2 separate regions of the Mus musculus genome follow, and region 1 is linked to region 2. A link is a contact called in public HiChIP or PLAC-seq data. All regions are on one chromosome and are shown on one strand. The core of a region is the stretch at or near the end of the contact, and the rest is flanking DNA. Distances in the headings are between cores, read along the strand shown.

What was found. HiChIP or PLAC-seq counts read pairs in DNA pulled down with a chosen protein or histone mark.
Region 1: a contact with region 2 is called in an H3K27ac HiChIP or PLAC-seq map of extraembryonic endoderm stem cells, with 4 times the contacts expected there. The contact joins the enhancer-like site here to the promoter of Gng10 in region 2. A contact is called at or near these places in 2 of 39 promoter capture datasets (the C10 cell line and frontonasal cranial neural crest), 1 of 15 datasets of contacts at CTCF or cohesin (the NIH/3T3 cell line), 1 of 484 Hi-C or Micro-C datasets (the G1E-ER4 cell line), 5 of 115 datasets of contacts at active chromatin or transcription factors (embryonic basal ganglia, extraembryonic endoderm stem cells, fetal liver and 2 more) and 1 of 9 other capture datasets (adipose tissue).

The regions. Positions count from the first base shown.
Region 1 is chr4:59,317,561-59,321,586 of GRCm38.p6, reverse strand. The region is part of intron 15 of Susd1 (sushi domain containing 1); the gene reads left to right. Among named protein-coding and RNA genes, the nearest start is that of Gm35578, 38 kb to the right of the region's middle. Within about 2 kb of position 2,131, at least 100 of the 459 cell types and tissues checked have an H3K27ac peak or open chromatin away from gene starts, as enhancers often do. A contact at or near this core is called in the NIH/3T3 cell line, extraembryonic endoderm stem cells and pancreatic cancer cells, where this site is marked.
Region 2 is chr4:59,032,979-59,036,614 of GRCm38.p6, reverse strand. It overlaps Gng10 (guanine nucleotide binding protein (G protein), gamma 10), which reads right to left and starts at 1,459. Exons shown (of 3, transcript NM_025277.3): 1 at 1,297-1,459. The coding sequence starts at 1,377.

The DNA.
Region 1 (4,026 bases), core at 882-3,381, 280 kb before region 2:
TGGGAGGGGCTGCTTGCTGCAGTTCACTGTTCAAGATGGAAACCTAACATCGTCTTCCCAAAGCCTTTCAGAGCTCCTCAGGGTCACCCCTCTGTCTCCTTTTCTTCAGCTGTTCTCCCATGCTGCGGAGCAGCTGGTGATTATCTTTTTCTGTGAGGTTTCAAACATTTGGGGGAGAATATTGAAAAAAACAAAAACAAAAAACTGGACCATTGCCCAGTATGCGTTAGATGCTCACATTGAATCCAACAGCCATCAGATTTTTTTTTTTTTGAATAATGCAGCACAGATTTAATACTTGTCAAGTTAAATAGGCAGGGAAATTTTGCAAGCTACAAGCCTAAGGTGAGCACACGGGTACCGGAGTCAGCCCGCTGGATCCAGGGATCTGTGGCTTCAGTGGGCTGAAGGCTGAGATGTTTTGGAAAGCAGTGGCTGCTCTGCTGGTTGTGGGAGGGCTTTTCCTCTTGTCATTATTCCTCAAACAACATAGTACGTCAGCTATTTGCATAGCGTTACATTGTTTTCACCATTCTACGTAATCTGGAGACAGCAAAGTCACAACACATTTTATGTGGGGCTTTAATATTGAAAATTTCTGTTTTCTTAGGGGAGGGTTTTCTGGAACTAATCCCCTAGGGATACTGGTGGAATCTCTGTCTCTCTGTCTCCCTCTGTCTCTATCTCTGTCTCTAAAGGTTTCCCTAGGGATATTGGGAATCTCTCTGTCTCTCTCTGTCTCTCTGTCTCTGTCACTCTCTCCCTCTCCCTCTCCTCCCCACTCCCCCGCATTCACCTTTATCTGGTTAGTCAGTCAAAGACTGTTCTAAGTGACGCTGTGGAGAATGCACTCTGAGGATGCAGCCTTCAGCAAGGAGATTCTTCCAATAAGCCTGACCTGTCACACAAACCCTTAAACTTGGGTCTACAGGTCAGAACTTAAGTCTTGAAGATCCTAGGGGTGGGCCATATTTGACACTGGAAATATTCTGCTAGCTTTGAAAAGCCACATAGCAAGGAATGCAGGTGGTCGGCAGGAGCTCAGAGACAGACCTCGCTGATAGACCATAAGGAAATGTGGACCAAGTTCTGCGACTTCAAGGGACTGAATTAAGCTGACAGTGGGGACAAACTCTGAAGCCTTCTTCCCCAGAGCCTTCAGATGGGAGGGTGAGCCACTAACACACGGTGATGGTGCTGAGCAGAGAACCCGTCACAGTGTGCCTAAACCGGGAACCACAGGACTGAGCTAATGGGTGGGCTTGTAGCTGAGCAGTGTGTGAGATTACAATAAAATGAATTCAGCATTTATCAAACATTACCTCTGCATCTATCGCCTCCTTTGCCCCGCTTTTCTGTGTTGCCCATGGTGGAGAAGTCAGATAAGAATAACACAGAAAGGTCTGGAGAGATGGCTCAGTGGTTAAGAGCACTGACTGCTCTTCCGAAGGTCCTGAGTTCAAATCCCAGCAACCACATGGTGGCTCACAACCATCTGCAATGTGATCTGACGCCTTCGTCTGGCGTGTCTGAAGACAACTACAGTGTATTCGTATACATAAAATAAATAAATATTTTAAAAAAAAGAATAACAGAAAAAAAAAGAACACACTAAATCATTACTTATTCTTCTGTGTTCAAATGAATGTACCAACTGCTCTCTGGATGTGTCCCAAGCCAGACTGAATCATGGCATTAATTTATTTCTACCATTGGATGGCAACAGTTGCTTTCAGGAAATGACCATACCTGTGTACATAATGCCCACACCCAGAGGAAGTCGTCAAGATTGTCACAGGGTCTAACTTCCTCTTCAACACCTGTGGTCTTTCTATCAGTAAAAGATTAAAGAGAAGCTGCGTTTGCTCCCAAGCAGAGTCTCTGCAGAGAGGAGGGCTATAGTTCAAGTGTATTTACTTTCTCTAAGAATGACTAACAGCACATGAGTTTCTAAGAGAATATTCTGCAGATGATTCAGAGGGAAAATAAAAGGCCCCACAGCATGAGACTGGAAGGGAGGGGAGCCCGAGAATGGCAAGACCATAAAAAGCCTATCATTCAGAGTGGCCACTTGTAAATTTTATTAGGCATTCGCAGAGGATGAAACTGTACAGCCACACCCATGAGCGCTGCTGTAGACTTTGAGGTTGTATGATTAGCAAACCGAGAAAGACCTGTAGCCAAGGACTGGAAACCCGTGCTGGGAGCCAAAATCCAAGGATGCTATGCAAAATAAAGGGCACTTTCTTATTTCTTTTATATCTGTGTATGTGACGGTGTCTGTGTGAGTGTATGCCATATAGGAGCAGTGCCTTCAGAGGCCAGAATGGAGTGTCAGGTCCTCTGGAGCTGTCATTACAGGTGGTCCTGAGCTGCTGGTTAGCAGGGGTTCTGGGAACTGAATTCCACTAGTGGAGAAGAGCAGCCTGTGCTCCTCCGTCTCATCAGCCTAAAGGTTACTTTTTAACACTGACTTTCAATAGTAATGTCTAGCGCAAGGGATAGCATGTCTCACTGAGGAGGTGGGTGCTGCTAGTGGATGGGTCAGGGGAAAGTTGGCGTCCTCAGCTCCTATTTGCTTCTGTCTTGCTGCAGTGTGAGGAGTGTCAGTATCTTCCCACCTGTTTAAAGTTCAGCGGAGTCACACAATTTCCAACTAAGCCAGATAAACAACTGCCAGCGACCTTTGTGAGACCTGGAAGAGAAGGCTAGGGCTGAGCAGTAAACAAGGACTTTGTACAAAGAGGGCGCCACCATTCTGAAGGTAGCTTGAAGTCAGGGCCAGCCCAAGTGATGGCTTGGCTCTCATGCATAGCAACAGTGACAGCATCTCTAATGAGTCAGTGTGGAGCATGAGGGGCCCCGGGTGTCTCCCCTTTTCTCCTCTCACAGACTCACTCATTGGCCAAGGAAGTAGGACAGAAAGCAGTGTATTTTGACTTCTGCTAACAGTTAACAGTACCGCTGTGGACAGAGTGTGCGATATGAGGGCGGTAGATAGGCCTAGGAATGGGCTGGAGAACAATGCAAAACCGACATCAGCTAGCTAAGGAGTAACTCCTGATGAGCAAATCCACAGCTCACACAGCATGGACTCCAGTCCACGGTCCTTCAGTTCAGCATTTTCATTCATCAAAGACTAAAGTGTGGAGGAAATAGGTGAGGAAAATACTGATAACCAAAACTGGAGAAGTGTTCAGAGCATAAAAGTACCAGAATCTCTTTAACCCCTTTATCTCCAACGCTATATTCCCTCCTTGTCTCTGTCTCTGTTCCTCGGTGTTTCTCTCTCTCTCTCTCTCTCTCTCTCTCTCTCTCTCTCTCTCTCTCTCTCTCTGCTTTTGTTTGTTTGTTTTGTTTTGAGACAAGGTTTCTCTGTGTAACCATAGTTGTCCTGGACTTGCTCTGTAGAGCAGACTGACCTTGAACTCAGGAATCTTTCTGTCTCTGCCTCCTGAGTGCTGGGGTCATTTTCTCTTAAAAACCAAAGCCTCGCTGATTGTGCAAATGATGCTTTTTAGCTATTGTAGTAGTTTTGTGTATATAAAATACACACTTTCAAGTGTGGTTGCCTATAAGGCTCCCACTTTAATCAATATAACCAGAAAATTCTCACCCACTTTAAGATTATATAAATATATTCAACAACATTTTCCAGTTCTTTCATATTTCAGCATATCTCTTTAATCTACCTGAATTTGATTTTGATGAGTGGAATCAGCTGTAGTGATTAAAATCACTTTATTCTAATCAGCCATTTTTCCTCCTTTCCAGATATAGGTCATTTATCAGCTCATTCAGTTATTTGAAAGTTACAAAACGATAGTAACAAAAGGTGACAGTAGCTGACATTTGCCATGCTGACTTGGTACTATGTGGCAAGTCGTTATTTCTCACAGTAACCCTGGAAGGCGGGTGCTGTTGTTAGGATTTTCAAGTGCTTAGAGCATCCCTCAGTGTGGGAACTGAAACAGACAATGGCCAATGCACTGGTTGAAGTCCCACTGCTAGAGAGGGACGATGTGG
Region 2 (3,636 bases), core at 210-2,709:
CAGCCATCGCCAAAAGCTGTAATCCGTAATCAGAGGCACTTTATACACATCTCCTTTTTTCCTGTCCCCGAAGATGTCACCCCAAACCCTTGTTTCTTCTACAGTCACCTTGCCTCCATTTTCCTTGACAAAATAAAAAAAATCTTTCCTATCAACCCAAAACCCTTTTTATTTTCGAAGAAAAAAAGGAAGTTATTTCTTTAAAACTTTTTTATTTTTAACCTGTCGGGCTTCCCCTACACCTTACTGGCACATCTCTGTACTGCGCGCCTCTTGTCCCTGGTTGTCTGAAATAATTTTGTGTATTAGTTTACCGTATCCACCCGAGTTCCCTATTCCCTGGAGTAGCACCAGGTCGAGGGCTAAAACAGAGGGAACTGACTAGCATGATGGTGTGTCCATACCTACCCACACACTTGGAATCACACTAGCTGCCAATCACACATTCAGCCAACAGAGTAAATCCTTGGCTGTGTTTGCGGGCCTTCATTTTAATTTTATCTCGCGGGTGTTTTGCCTGCATGTTTGTGCACACCTTGTGCATGCCTGGTGCCTGAGGAAGCCAGAGGAAGACATCGGGTCCCCTGAAACTGACGTTACAGACGGTTGTGAGCAACCTTGGGTGTGTGCTGGGAATTGAACCGGAGTCGTCCAGAACAGCAGTCAGTGAGCTGAGCCATCTCTCTAGCCTCCCCACCCCTCTCCTGACAATCCAACTCACCTTCCTCCTTTGAACTGTCCCTGGCAGCACGCTACAAGTTCCGCTCTTTGTCTATTTCACGCTCATATATTTTAATGACCTCTTTCGGCCTTTTTCTGTGGCCGTCTGTCCACACAACGAAATCTCTCCTGGATACCTCTGTAAAATCCACAGATCCAAAACGGAACTCACTTCCTCAACTCTCAAGGATCCCCCATGGGGCAGCAGAGGAAGGCAGAGCATCCTTCTCCAGCATCCATCTCGCTCGCATCTGTTCATTCGGTGGCCTCCCTCCCCATCTCTAAGCATCATCCTCCCGCAGCCGGGTGGGCAGAGTCCAGGTCGCCAGCGTGTCGCCAGCCTGTTGTAGACACGCCCACGGAGCCATCGGACCTGGTCCCTGGGACAGGCTGTGTCGCCAGAAGCACCCGGGATTCGGCCTGAAACCACCCCGCATCCACGCGCGGCTCGCGAGCACCCGAGGCCCCGGTGCGCGCCCGGCCCGGTAGCTCCCACTCCCGCCAGGCCGCGGTCTCCTGCGGGCCGCTCGGTCGCCCGTGGGGCTGGCGCTGGGGTCCGGCTGGACGAACGCTCACCTTGATCCTCTCCACGCCAGCCTCCAGCTTCAGCTGCTCCACCAGGCGCTGCAGGGCGCTCACGCTGGCCCCGGAAGACATGGCGGCTAAGGCTGCGCGAGGCTGGTTCGGCTGGGAGGAACGACCGCCGAGCGGGGTGCCGCCCCGGGGCGGGGTAGCCGCCGCGCCCGCCCCGCTGTCCCCGCGCTGGGGTCGCGAGCTGCCCGGCCCCGGTCGCCGGTGCCTCGGAACAAACCTAGGTGGCGCCTGCGCTGCGAAGGGAAGGACACTAGGACTTCACCGAAGAGCTAGTCAAACCTTCAAGGATATCCTGCTCGTTGGTCTGATATGGAATGAAATTACACCAGCCCTCTCACCCACTATCTATGGCCATTGTTTCCAGTCTTCTCCCGAGTTTTTTAAGTGTGCACATTGGTTTTACAAAACTGAGACCATTACGTTAAAACTTGAGGTTTTTTAGTTTTCTTGTTTCCTTTTGTTTTTTTTTTACACTTACTATGTAATAACTATATCGCCATCTTATACACCACCGTATCTGTCTGCACTGGGTAGTGCATAAGCTGGGTAGTGCATAAAGGCAATATGGATGAGCTTGCTAAACTTCAAAGCCCAAAGACTTTAAAGCATTGGTTTAATTACTTTAAAAAAGCTTCAAGGCCCCTCCCCAATCCAACCACGGGCGTCCCGGTTGAATTGGGGAGGGACTGGAGGAAGCTGACCTCATCGGAAGACCAGCAATCTCAACTGACCTGGACCCCCGAGATCTCTCTCAGACATTGGGCCACCTGCCAGCCACACAGCATACACAGGTATAGCAGAGCACTGCCTGGTCTGACCTCAGTGGGAGAAGACGCGCCTAACCCTTGAGAGCCTTGAGGCCCCAGGGAGTGGGGAGATCTGGTGGGGTAGTGGTAGTGGGGTGGGGACATCCTCTTGGAAATGGAGGGGAGGGGTAGGGGTGGGGTAGGGAGAGAAATGGAATGAGGAACAGTCAGAAAGCAGACCAAGAAGAGGATAACAACTGGACTGTAAAAAAAAAAAATTAAAGAATAATAATTTTTAAAAATTAGGAATAGTTTCAAGGCTCAAATTCTCATCTCCTGATTCAACTCTGAGGGTTGGCCTCATCTTCAAGGTGGATAGACTCAGTAGTGCTGTGGGGGGAAAAAAATCCATGCTTTCTTTTAGCCCTGTCTAAACATATGGGAGAGGAATTAGAATCTCAAATGGGTTCTCCCTGGCTTGTATTGAATACCAGCCTTCCCTTAAACCAATTGCTACTTAAAAAGGATTTGCTGTTGAAGTACCCAATTTCCAATCTGCTGAGTTTTCTCTGGACTTAAGAACCATCCAGGGCAAAGTCACCCACAAAACACACCCACAGCCGGGCGTGGTGGCCCACGCCTATAATCCCAGCACTTGGGAGGCAGAGGCAGGCGGATTTCTGAGTTTGAGGCCAGCCTGGTCTACAGAGTAAGCTCCAGGACAGCCAGGACTATAGAGAGAAACCCTGTCTCGAAAACACCCCCCTCCCAAAAAAAACAAAAAAAAAAAACCAAACCAAAACAAACAAACAAACAAACAAACAAAAAAACCAAACAACCAAAAAAAAAAAAAAAAAACCCAAAACCCATACCCACAGCCAGTCTCCATTCAGTGAGATTTTCCCCCACCCTCAACCCCCTCAGATTTAGGCAGTCGGATTTACCATTCCAACTCTGGAGTTCCTTCCGGGGTCATCTGAGGGTCAGCTTCTCCTTCTGCCCAATCCTTGTTTACAGCATTCGGTAATAAGTACTAGTTAGGAGGGCTGGCCCCAATGAACTTCCAGCTTGAAAACCTTCATCTCAGAGTCTGTTTTCCTGAAGAACCCAAAACTAAGACACCCAGTCAAATAACAGAGTGAAAAATGATTCTTATAAAGAAAAACATCTGAGATATAAAAAGCAACAGAAGAGAATATAAACTATTAAAACATAAAGGCTCTAAAGCAATTATTCTTAGCTATAACTGGATCATAATTAATCAACTGCCCTATTACTTAATACAACAATAACTATACAACTTGTGCTTTCTGCTCTACTTCCTAGGCAGCATGCTAAAAGTAGAAAGAATGGGTCAAAGAGTACCAATATTTATGCCAAACATGGTAGCACATGCCTGAGATCCCATGACTTCAGTGACTTCAGAGGCTGAGGCAGGAGTGACTGAGTACAAAGATAATGTGGATTAGAAGTCTCTGTCTCTCTTCTTTTCTTAACTTTTTTTCCAAGAAAGTTTTTTGTGAGGAGCCGCCCTCACATTTGCCATTATAAGATGGCGCTGACAGCTGTGTTCTAA